3 separate regions of the Mus musculus genome follow, and all the other regions are linked to region 3. A link is a contact called in public HiChIP or PLAC-seq data. All regions are on one chromosome and are shown on one strand. The core of a region is the stretch at or near the end of the contact, and the rest is flanking DNA. Distances in the headings are between cores, read along the strand shown. Region 1 overlaps Slc22a23 (solute carrier family 22, member 23). Region 2 overlaps Slc22a23 (solute carrier family 22, member 23). Region 3 has its middle 31 kb from the start of Gm15908.

The links. HiChIP or PLAC-seq counts read pairs in DNA pulled down with a chosen protein or histone mark.
Region 1: a contact with region 3 is called in an HNF4G HiChIP or PLAC-seq map of pancreatic cancer cells. The contact joins two enhancer-like sites. A contact is called at or near these places in 2 of 115 datasets of contacts at active chromatin or transcription factors (embryonic stem cells and pancreatic cancer cells) and 1 of 9 other capture datasets (embryonic stem cells).
Region 2: a FOXA1 HiChIP or PLAC-seq map of pancreatic cancer cells shows a contact between it and region 3. The contact joins two enhancer-like sites.

The regions. Positions count from the first base shown.
Region 1 is chr13:34,206,823-34,209,522 of GRCm38.p6, forward strand. The region is part of intron 4 of Slc22a23 (solute carrier family 22, member 23); the gene reads right to left. Among named protein-coding and RNA genes, the nearest start is that of Gm52037, 10 kb to the left of the region's middle. Within about 2 kb of position 1,444, at least 18 of the 459 cell types and tissues checked have an H3K27ac peak or open chromatin away from gene starts, as enhancers often do. A contact at or near this core is called in pancreatic cancer cells, where this site is marked.
Region 2 is chr13:34,245,816-34,248,515 of GRCm38.p6, forward strand. The region is part of intron 3 of Slc22a23 (solute carrier family 22, member 23); the gene reads right to left. Among named protein-coding and RNA genes, the nearest start is that of Gm52037, 49 kb to the left of the region's middle. Within about 2 kb of position 1,271, at least 46 of the 459 cell types and tissues checked have an H3K27ac peak or open chromatin away from gene starts, as enhancers often do. A contact at or near this core is called in pancreatic cancer cells, where this site is marked.
Region 3 is chr13:34,682,142-34,684,841 of GRCm38.p6, forward strand. No RefSeq gene overlaps it. Among named protein-coding and RNA genes, the nearest start is that of Gm15908, 31 kb to the left of the region's middle. Within about 2 kb of position 1,315, at least 57 of the 459 cell types and tissues checked have an H3K27ac peak or open chromatin away from gene starts, as enhancers often do. A contact at or near this core is called in pancreatic cancer cells, where this site is marked.

The sequences.
Region 1 (2,700 bases), core at 194-2,693, 480 kb before region 3:
TGCGGTGGGACCCTTCTGGGACTACTAGAATAGGGAATAAATAAGACAAGTCAATTTAAGTCTAGACGCTATCCTGTTCTTTACTGCTGGTAACGCCATACAGCAGGTGTGAAAGCTACTCTTTGAAAATTGAGGTGTATAGCAACTAATAATCTGAGCTTGAGTTCTCTGTTCTATTTTAATTCATTTTTTGGGGGGGAGGGTAGGAAGGGGGGGGAACGTGCTGTGAGCTTTTCCTAACTTGTCACCGGAATTCTACATGAAATGTGAGCAGTTTGGATGCTTGCAAATGACTTCTTTATATTTTTATGTCTTGAGTTGATTCAAACAAGCACAATGACTCTGAAGTGGTCCGTGTGCTTTACAAGTCTCAAGTCTGAGATGAAATACGGTAATGTGAAAGAACATAAAAACAGAATTTGGGGTCGTTTGATGAGAAGGTAATAATTAGAACTTTTCTCATTTTCGGAAATTTGCAATAAAGAAAATTTTGTTATTTCAATTTGTAGTAATAAATATATACAACTGATTAAAATTTTAAAAAACTGGTACATGGTATAAGGATGATCATTAAGGTTTAAAAGCAATGAATTGTCTTCTTGTCCAGTGGGAGAATCTAATATCAACCAGCTTCCTATCAGGACAGCCTTTTTTGTTCATTAATATATCACTATACAAAAGAAGGGATTTCACTATAACACTTTCATTAACATACATCACACATTAGATCGTATGCCTCATCCCCCTTCTCACCCCTCGCTTCTTTTCCCAAGCAGTTTCTTTCTGTTTGAATGCCTTACCTACTTGCTCCTGAATCTAGATTCTACACAGGAGAGAAAATTCACACTCTTCATCTTTCTGAGTCTGATGATGACTTCCAGTTTTATCCACATTTCTGCAAATGTTAGAACTTCTAACATTTAGAAATGGCTAAAACTCCATGTGTATATACACAACATATTTCTAAGTTCACCCATTGATGGGCACCTAGACAGACTCCATATCTTGCTATTGTGCTACTGTAAGCATTGGGTGTGCATGTCTCTGTGTTCATTGACTCGGTCTTTCTAGTGTACACACCCAGGAGAGATAATAGCTATGCACTGGCAGCTTTTTAAGAACCCTCACACTGATTTCAATAGAGGCTTGGGCTGCCTTTTGGAGAGTTCATTAAACACACACGCTGGTGAAAAGCCAATTGGGCAGTTCTCTGAGTAAAAAGCATGTGTGTCCTGTTTAATTCACTGCACTAGGACATTTACTCATAAATAAAGTACAGAAAGGAAATAAAACCACCAATGCTTTATTAAATTAGTTGTACCCTTAAGTCTTTCCTTTATTTGTTTTGCAAAGTGTTTAATTTTAGGGCGATACCCGTGTACACAGACACACCTTCCTGCCTGTGATTCAACAGTGACATCATTCACAGAATAAACATGTATGGAGCAGTTGGAGTCATTAGGGCAAAGAGCCACACTTTAGGCTGCAAGAAGTTATTTTGTTGGGAAGGAAAGCATACTAAACACATACTGCACCACTGCCTATGTCCCAGCCCAGTGTGGAACTTCGACCAAGCAGGCATACAGGCAGGACACAAAATCGAGCCCAGAGAGGACAAAAGGTCAGTATAACTTCATGGAGATGACCTTTCCATATGTGCATACGAAAATGAGTGTAGAAGGAACTCAGGGCACTTCTGATTCAAAGAGATAACTCTAGCTCTAGTTGTTGACTCTCTGGGTATGATCATGTATGGAACAGTTAAAAAAAATTCTAGAGGGGCTGGCAGGATAGCTCAGTGGTTAAGAGCACTCTTTCAAAGGACCAGAGCTCAGTTCCCAGCACTCACATGGTCGCTAACAATCATCTGTAACTCCACTTTCAGGAGATCCAACATCCTCTTCTGGCCTCTATGGGTACTACATGCATGTGATGCACAGAGATACACTCAGGCAAAATACCCATTCTAATCAAGATAGATAAAATCTTAAAAAAAATCTAGAGAGTCCTCAAAGAAAATAAAGAAACAGCAACAGACTCAAAGGTCTGAATGGAATTAAACACAATTGGAAGTTATTCAAAGGTGTCCAGTGTGCTTCACGAACTGAGGTCCCATAATCCCCTGGGAAAATGATAGTAGAAATACACCAGAAAGTTGCTGTGATGTTAAATGAGTCCGTTATTCATCTGGGTCTCAATTTCTCTGAATCTGTGAAATGAGATCAGTAGACTGCCACAGAAGCTTTGGCAAGCTAGAGCCCCCATCTTATCTGCTGAGATTTGAGGCTAAAAGTCACCTCTCAAAGGCAAAACTATGCTACATTGTGCATAGCATCCTCATAGTGCTTGCTACAGGCTCAGGCCACTTGGTGTCCAGCATCCTCATAGTGCTACAGTCTCAGCCACACTGTGCACAGCATTCTCAGAGTGCTGCAGGCTCAGGCAGGGCACACGAAGTCTTTGACATTAGCCTTTTTACAGTGGACCAACCCTGCATACATAGGGATTGACATGACCCTAAATGTTACTCTGTTCATGCCTTTAGCAGATAAAGACCTGAGATTTAGCTCCCATACAGACACACCTATAATCTGTAACATTATATTGCATGCAGCTGGTGCTCATCCACCCACAAACCCCAGTTAATATTCTCCACTTTCTCACTCTTCCTCCTGTGGAAGTGATTATCAAGCCATAGAA
Region 2 (2,700 bases), core at 21-2,520, 440 kb before region 3:
GTCATTGAAGACACTGCCTCCTCGAGGAGTTCCTGCAAGGTCTGGCTGGGAGGTGATGCCATTGAAGCCCTCACTGTCAGGCTGGATCTCTGGTCATTTCCCATTGTAGTCGCACTACCACACACCCATGCACACCAGCTTCCTTTGCATGACACTGGCTCCTTGTGCAGATGGATCCTTCTACTTCTTGCACCTCCATGGCTATCATAAAGAACACACATCAGATGATGCACTGGCAGTTGCCGGGCCTTGCATACCCAGGTTTCCTGCGACGTTTACTTCTAACAGCAGAACTATGGAGTGCTCACTAGGACTCCAGTGGCAGAGCTCAGCAACCATTTCCCTTGGTGAGAGGCAGCAGGACGAGATCAACCACAGAAGGGTGTCCTCAAATGTCATGGCTCTCTGTTTGGGGCTCCTGCCTCTCTATCTGGGTCTTCTGGACGTCAAGCTTTCTTCAGATCTCTTGGCCCTCTGTTTAGATGGCTTGGGTCTGTCTGGGTCTCCTGGGCTGCTCTCTTGTCTGTCCCTCTCTTGGACAAGAGCCCCTCCACTCAGTCCTCATACTTATGGGACACTTGTGATTCTTCTCAAGCCTACTTTTATTCTCCTGATCCTATCTCTCCAGACCTTGCTTATTCTTTCTCCTCCTCCTAGTCTCCTGCCCCCCACCCCCCATCTGGGCTGTTGCCCCTCTTACTAAGCCAGCTGCAATAGTCTCTTACAGTCTTCTCATCTTCCAACTAACCAGATACATTTTAGTTAAGACAGTCTTTTCAGGAGCAAACCTACTGTGTCTCCTTGGTAGTTCTCTTCTCCACTGAGAGTCTAGTCTTATAGCAGGGCACAGTAGGTCCTGTCTGAGGTCATGGGCCTCAGTGAGTCAACACTCACTTCTCTGATCCAACCAGGAGATGACCAAATACACACACACACACACACACACACACACACACACACACACACACACACACAGGAAAGGTCATTTAGTATCCCAGGAAGGGTCTTCACCTGATCATGAAGAGACAGCCCTTTCCCCAAGGAGCTACAGACCAAAAGTCCCCATACCTAGAGCCAGGGTGAGGCAGGAGTTGACTATCTAAGGTTTGCATCCTTGTTCCAGAGGGAAGCCAACTGATCCTCTTCCCTTCCACTTGCTTCCTCCAACCTCATCACCTGGCTAGAAATAGAAGCCAATCTCTCATTATCCCGCTGGAAAGTAAACAACTGCTCCCCCTGGGTAAACATGAAAGTCACCAGGTCTCCTCTGAGCAGGTCAATAAGGAAGGATGACGTTTCCTGCCTTGGCTGTAAGGACAGCAGGGCTTTCTACCCAAGAACTTAGGAGACGGAAGATTTCCTCTGGCCTCTTCTCCCACCTGTCATCTTTCCCCACCCAGTTCTCTGTGCTGGTGGGTTTTGTCCCCTAAGCCTTGAATAGCACAGAACTGGCTAGTGGGAATCCTGAATGCATTTCCCTCTCCTGTCTAAATCTAGTCCAAGGAATGACTCAACTCTTCTATCAAAACACAGGTCTGAAGCTACACGGCAGCCCTGTGGCCCCTGGCATTTGGGGTATTCTCTCTTTGATGTGAATCATCTGTAGTGTATCCCTGCAGGTGCTAAACAGGGTAGGAATATCCTTTCTTTCCTCTCCCGGCACCTCTTCAGAGCCTGGCTGGTAGTTAGCCTGTCAATGTTGGTATAAGCTGTTTTTATTATATTAGGATGCATCATCTCTCTTCCTACATATCATTGTGCTTCTGTTTGTCAGAGAATATTGAATATTCAACCAACCAAGTAGTTTAAATATCACACTGTATGGGGAGATAGAAAGGGAGAGGGGAGAAGAGAAATTCTTGAAACAACTTAGAAATGAGTTGAATGGGAAAGTGGGAAGAACTCTAGCATGCTTTACGAGGACAGGTTTGTTGCTTCTAATGCTCTCCCATACAACCTTTGAAGAAGGGACCCATACTGGGGTTTTAACTCCTCCATCACATGATGGAGATGATCACCACCAGGGAGTGTTAACTCTTCGTAGACTTCTAAGCCTGTGTTCAACAATCCGGAGGAAGAGGTAGCATCACAGATGCAAGATTCTTTCCAGACACTAGATGATAATCGTGACTGGAGACACAGGCACACGTGTGCATCTTCATTAAACTCTTAATCTGTATTATGTGCAATGCATGGAATGCTTTTGTTTTTTAAACACCGAACAAGAAGCATCAAGTGGACTCTAACCTTAATCTTCTGGGATGTGTTGTAGACTGACTGCTGTATAACCTTGCTGTCAAGAAGGGTCAGAAACTTAAGGAAACGACCCCTGCCCCCTGCCCCCTGCCCTGTTTTTGTACAATTCATGGCCAGCTTGGCGCTAAGAATGACATGACACTTTTAAAGGGCTGTGAAGCTTGTATGGAATTAAGATTTTAGCCCTCACAAACAATGCTTTGTTAGAACGAACACAGCTTTTAGCTTCATTCCAGACTGTCCCGGCTGCTATTGCATCTGAACAGCAGTGCATGTGAGAAGATGAGGCGGGAGGATTTGAATTTAAGGTCATTCTGGGCTATAAGGAAGGGAGTTACTGAGCTGCGGTAGCAGGCTCCCCACAGCTGCAATGTTTCTGTTCTAGCCTTTTATAGAGGTGACAACACCTGCCCCAAAGGCTGTGGAATGGACCATCTGACCAAT
Region 3 (2,700 bases), core at 65-2,564:
CCTCTGGATAGTATTTCTGTAGACTTAAGGTCCTCTGAGACTCATGAAGGATGGACACAGTCAGCATCCCTGGTGGAGGAGGGAAGGCCCTAATTTAGTTGCTTTTGCCAAGTTTTATCGCTGGAAGAGTAGACTATAATAAGAGGAGGCAGTTATTCAACTAAAGCATGTGCCCTACACTGTGCCCCCAAAGCCCAGGGTGATGGTCTGATCTTATCTCTATGAGATAGCAATACTGTTAATATTCTAACTCTATAATAAGTAATTTGAGGCATAGGAATCAAAACCATAGGTCACACAGCAAATAAGCAGTTCCCTAGGTGTATTGGCAATCCCTAACAGTGTTCCTTTGAGGGGAAGTGTTCCTGTGAGAAGGCCCCAGCAGAGGATCTCTGGTTGGTTGCTTGCACATCTCCTTCTTTAAACCTTGCACACATTTGCTATCTTCAGCTTGTCTTATGAGACAAGCCATTCAGTCACCCCATATTTAAAAAAAAAATCACAGAATGTATTAACATAGAATTCATTTAAGGACATTCACTCTCCATTTTTCACAGCATGAGGTGGTCTGGGCCCAATACCTTGTACATATTGGAAATGAACATCTTCACACATGGGATTAACTCTCAGGCACAGCCATGCTGGCACAGGAAAGGACTTCAACATCAGGCCTTCGCTATAAACAATTTCTTAAGCTGTGTTGAGATGTGTTGGCTCACCCTCTAAGATGAGCTACACAGCAGAAATGGGGGCAATCTTTGAATGACACACAGGGTGTCTCAATGACGCCACAGTGGCCAGGAGAAGGGATATACACATGTCAAAGATCTCAGGGATACTGGATGCTCCCCTAACCAAGCAAGGCATGTAATCCCATTGTTCTAACAAAGGAAACAGCCTGATGCAGTAGCAGGAAGGGGCAGGGTCTCCGAAAACGGTAGTTTCCACTAGGTTGAAAGATTCCCTCCATGAGGGAGGGGGTGCTCATAAGACTCATGAGGAAAACAAACTCAGACTTGGAGGATAGCTGAAACCTGCAACCTTCTTGAAGGTCCTTCCCCTGTCTTCTAGCTACAATAAAACAACTGTAGGAGGAAGAGACTGACCAGCCAAGCTGCCTGGAGGAGATCTCTCCCACCTGCGGAACTGCCTGCACTTTGTGCAGAGAGCTCAGGGTGGTAGCTTTCCAGCGGTCCCTTGTTTGGGGTGGGGCTGGGCTTTCGGTGCTGACGTTGCCCTTGAGAGATCCTCACTTCTGTAAGTCACCCCTCACCACACTCCTGTAAGTAACTCCGGGGAAAAACCGCAGTGATTCACCGCAGTGATTCACGGAGTTGGATGTCTATGCAGTCATCCCACTGGTCTTGAGGGGTGAGTAGATGCATAGGTGGGGCATCTTCCCAGGAAAGGTTTATCACATGGCAGTCTCTAAACAACTGCCATTGTCCAGAACAGCCCTAGTATGTGCCTATAGTCCAAATTTGGATATGCAGACCCTGGACACCTCTTTCTCGTCCAGTGAAGCCTCTTATGCTATTTTTAGACGGAAAAAAAAAAACCTGACTTCCTAACCCAAGCCTCTAGTCACTCTCAGCTCCAGACTTGGAAAATAACAGGCCAGATACGTCTCCCTAGGTGAACACACCCATACCCTCACTTTGCGCTAATTATGCCACCAGCCAGAAATCTCAAACGTGCAGTCTGTGTGGACAAGTAGAAGAACAAAACTGTGCTCCAGAAATAAGCACAGGTCAAATTTGTGGGTGAGGCTCTATGGTTGAGCAAGCTTAGTTAGAGGCTTCATAGCCTTTAACTTTTGTGGCCCAGATTTGCATCTGAGTGGACCTCAAGTCAGAGCATTTGCAAAAAAAAAAAAAAAAAAAAAGGAAGCTGTTCGGCTAAGGAAGGGTAGCTAGGTTACATCAGCGGCAAATCATATCCTCCCTTTGCATTCTTTTGTAGGTTATTTTATTTGTGCGTGAGCACACATGTGTTTGACTGGGGTAGAATCTAGGGACTTAAGCATGAGATGTACAAAGCCTAACTACTGAGTACATCCCCAACCCTGCTTGGCTGGTTTTAGACGATGGGCGTGGATTCCTGATTTGAACACCACCAAAGTCTCACAGGGATTCACATGGGCCCGCCTTCCGCCCCGCCACTGGACACGGCCCCTGGGGACCTTGACTAAGCTCACCGGAAACCTCAGTTGTAAGACCAGGGGTGGGAAAACTCAATCATCTGTGATGGGGGCGCGAAGTTGGGGTTCCCTGACTTCTGGGTCTCCAGTTGCCGCCAGAGAACTCCACAGAGAAGTTGGGAACGAAGTGACGGGAGTCCACAGGCTGCAATGAGGCTGGGACTGGGTGATCCCAAACTCCTGGCTGCTGCTGACTCACAGGAGTTGAGAGCAGAGTGTGTGTGATGGAGGGGTGGAGCGTGGGAGTTGGGGGGGGGGCGTTTGGCGCACGTGCTAAAGATGCCAACTAGCCCAGGTGTCCTCTAGTCAACTAGAGGATGGGCTCCGGCCTAACTCATCAGCAAAGGCATCTATAGTTATCTGGAAGTGCAGAGAGGCCTTCTATGGGAGATTTAAGCTGTAGCTCTGTAGATGAAGGCCTCCGTGCTCCCCATGGTGGTTCTCGGTGAAAGAGACAATCCTTAGTTCCAAACTCTTTATTGGTTGTCCATCGTAGAAAA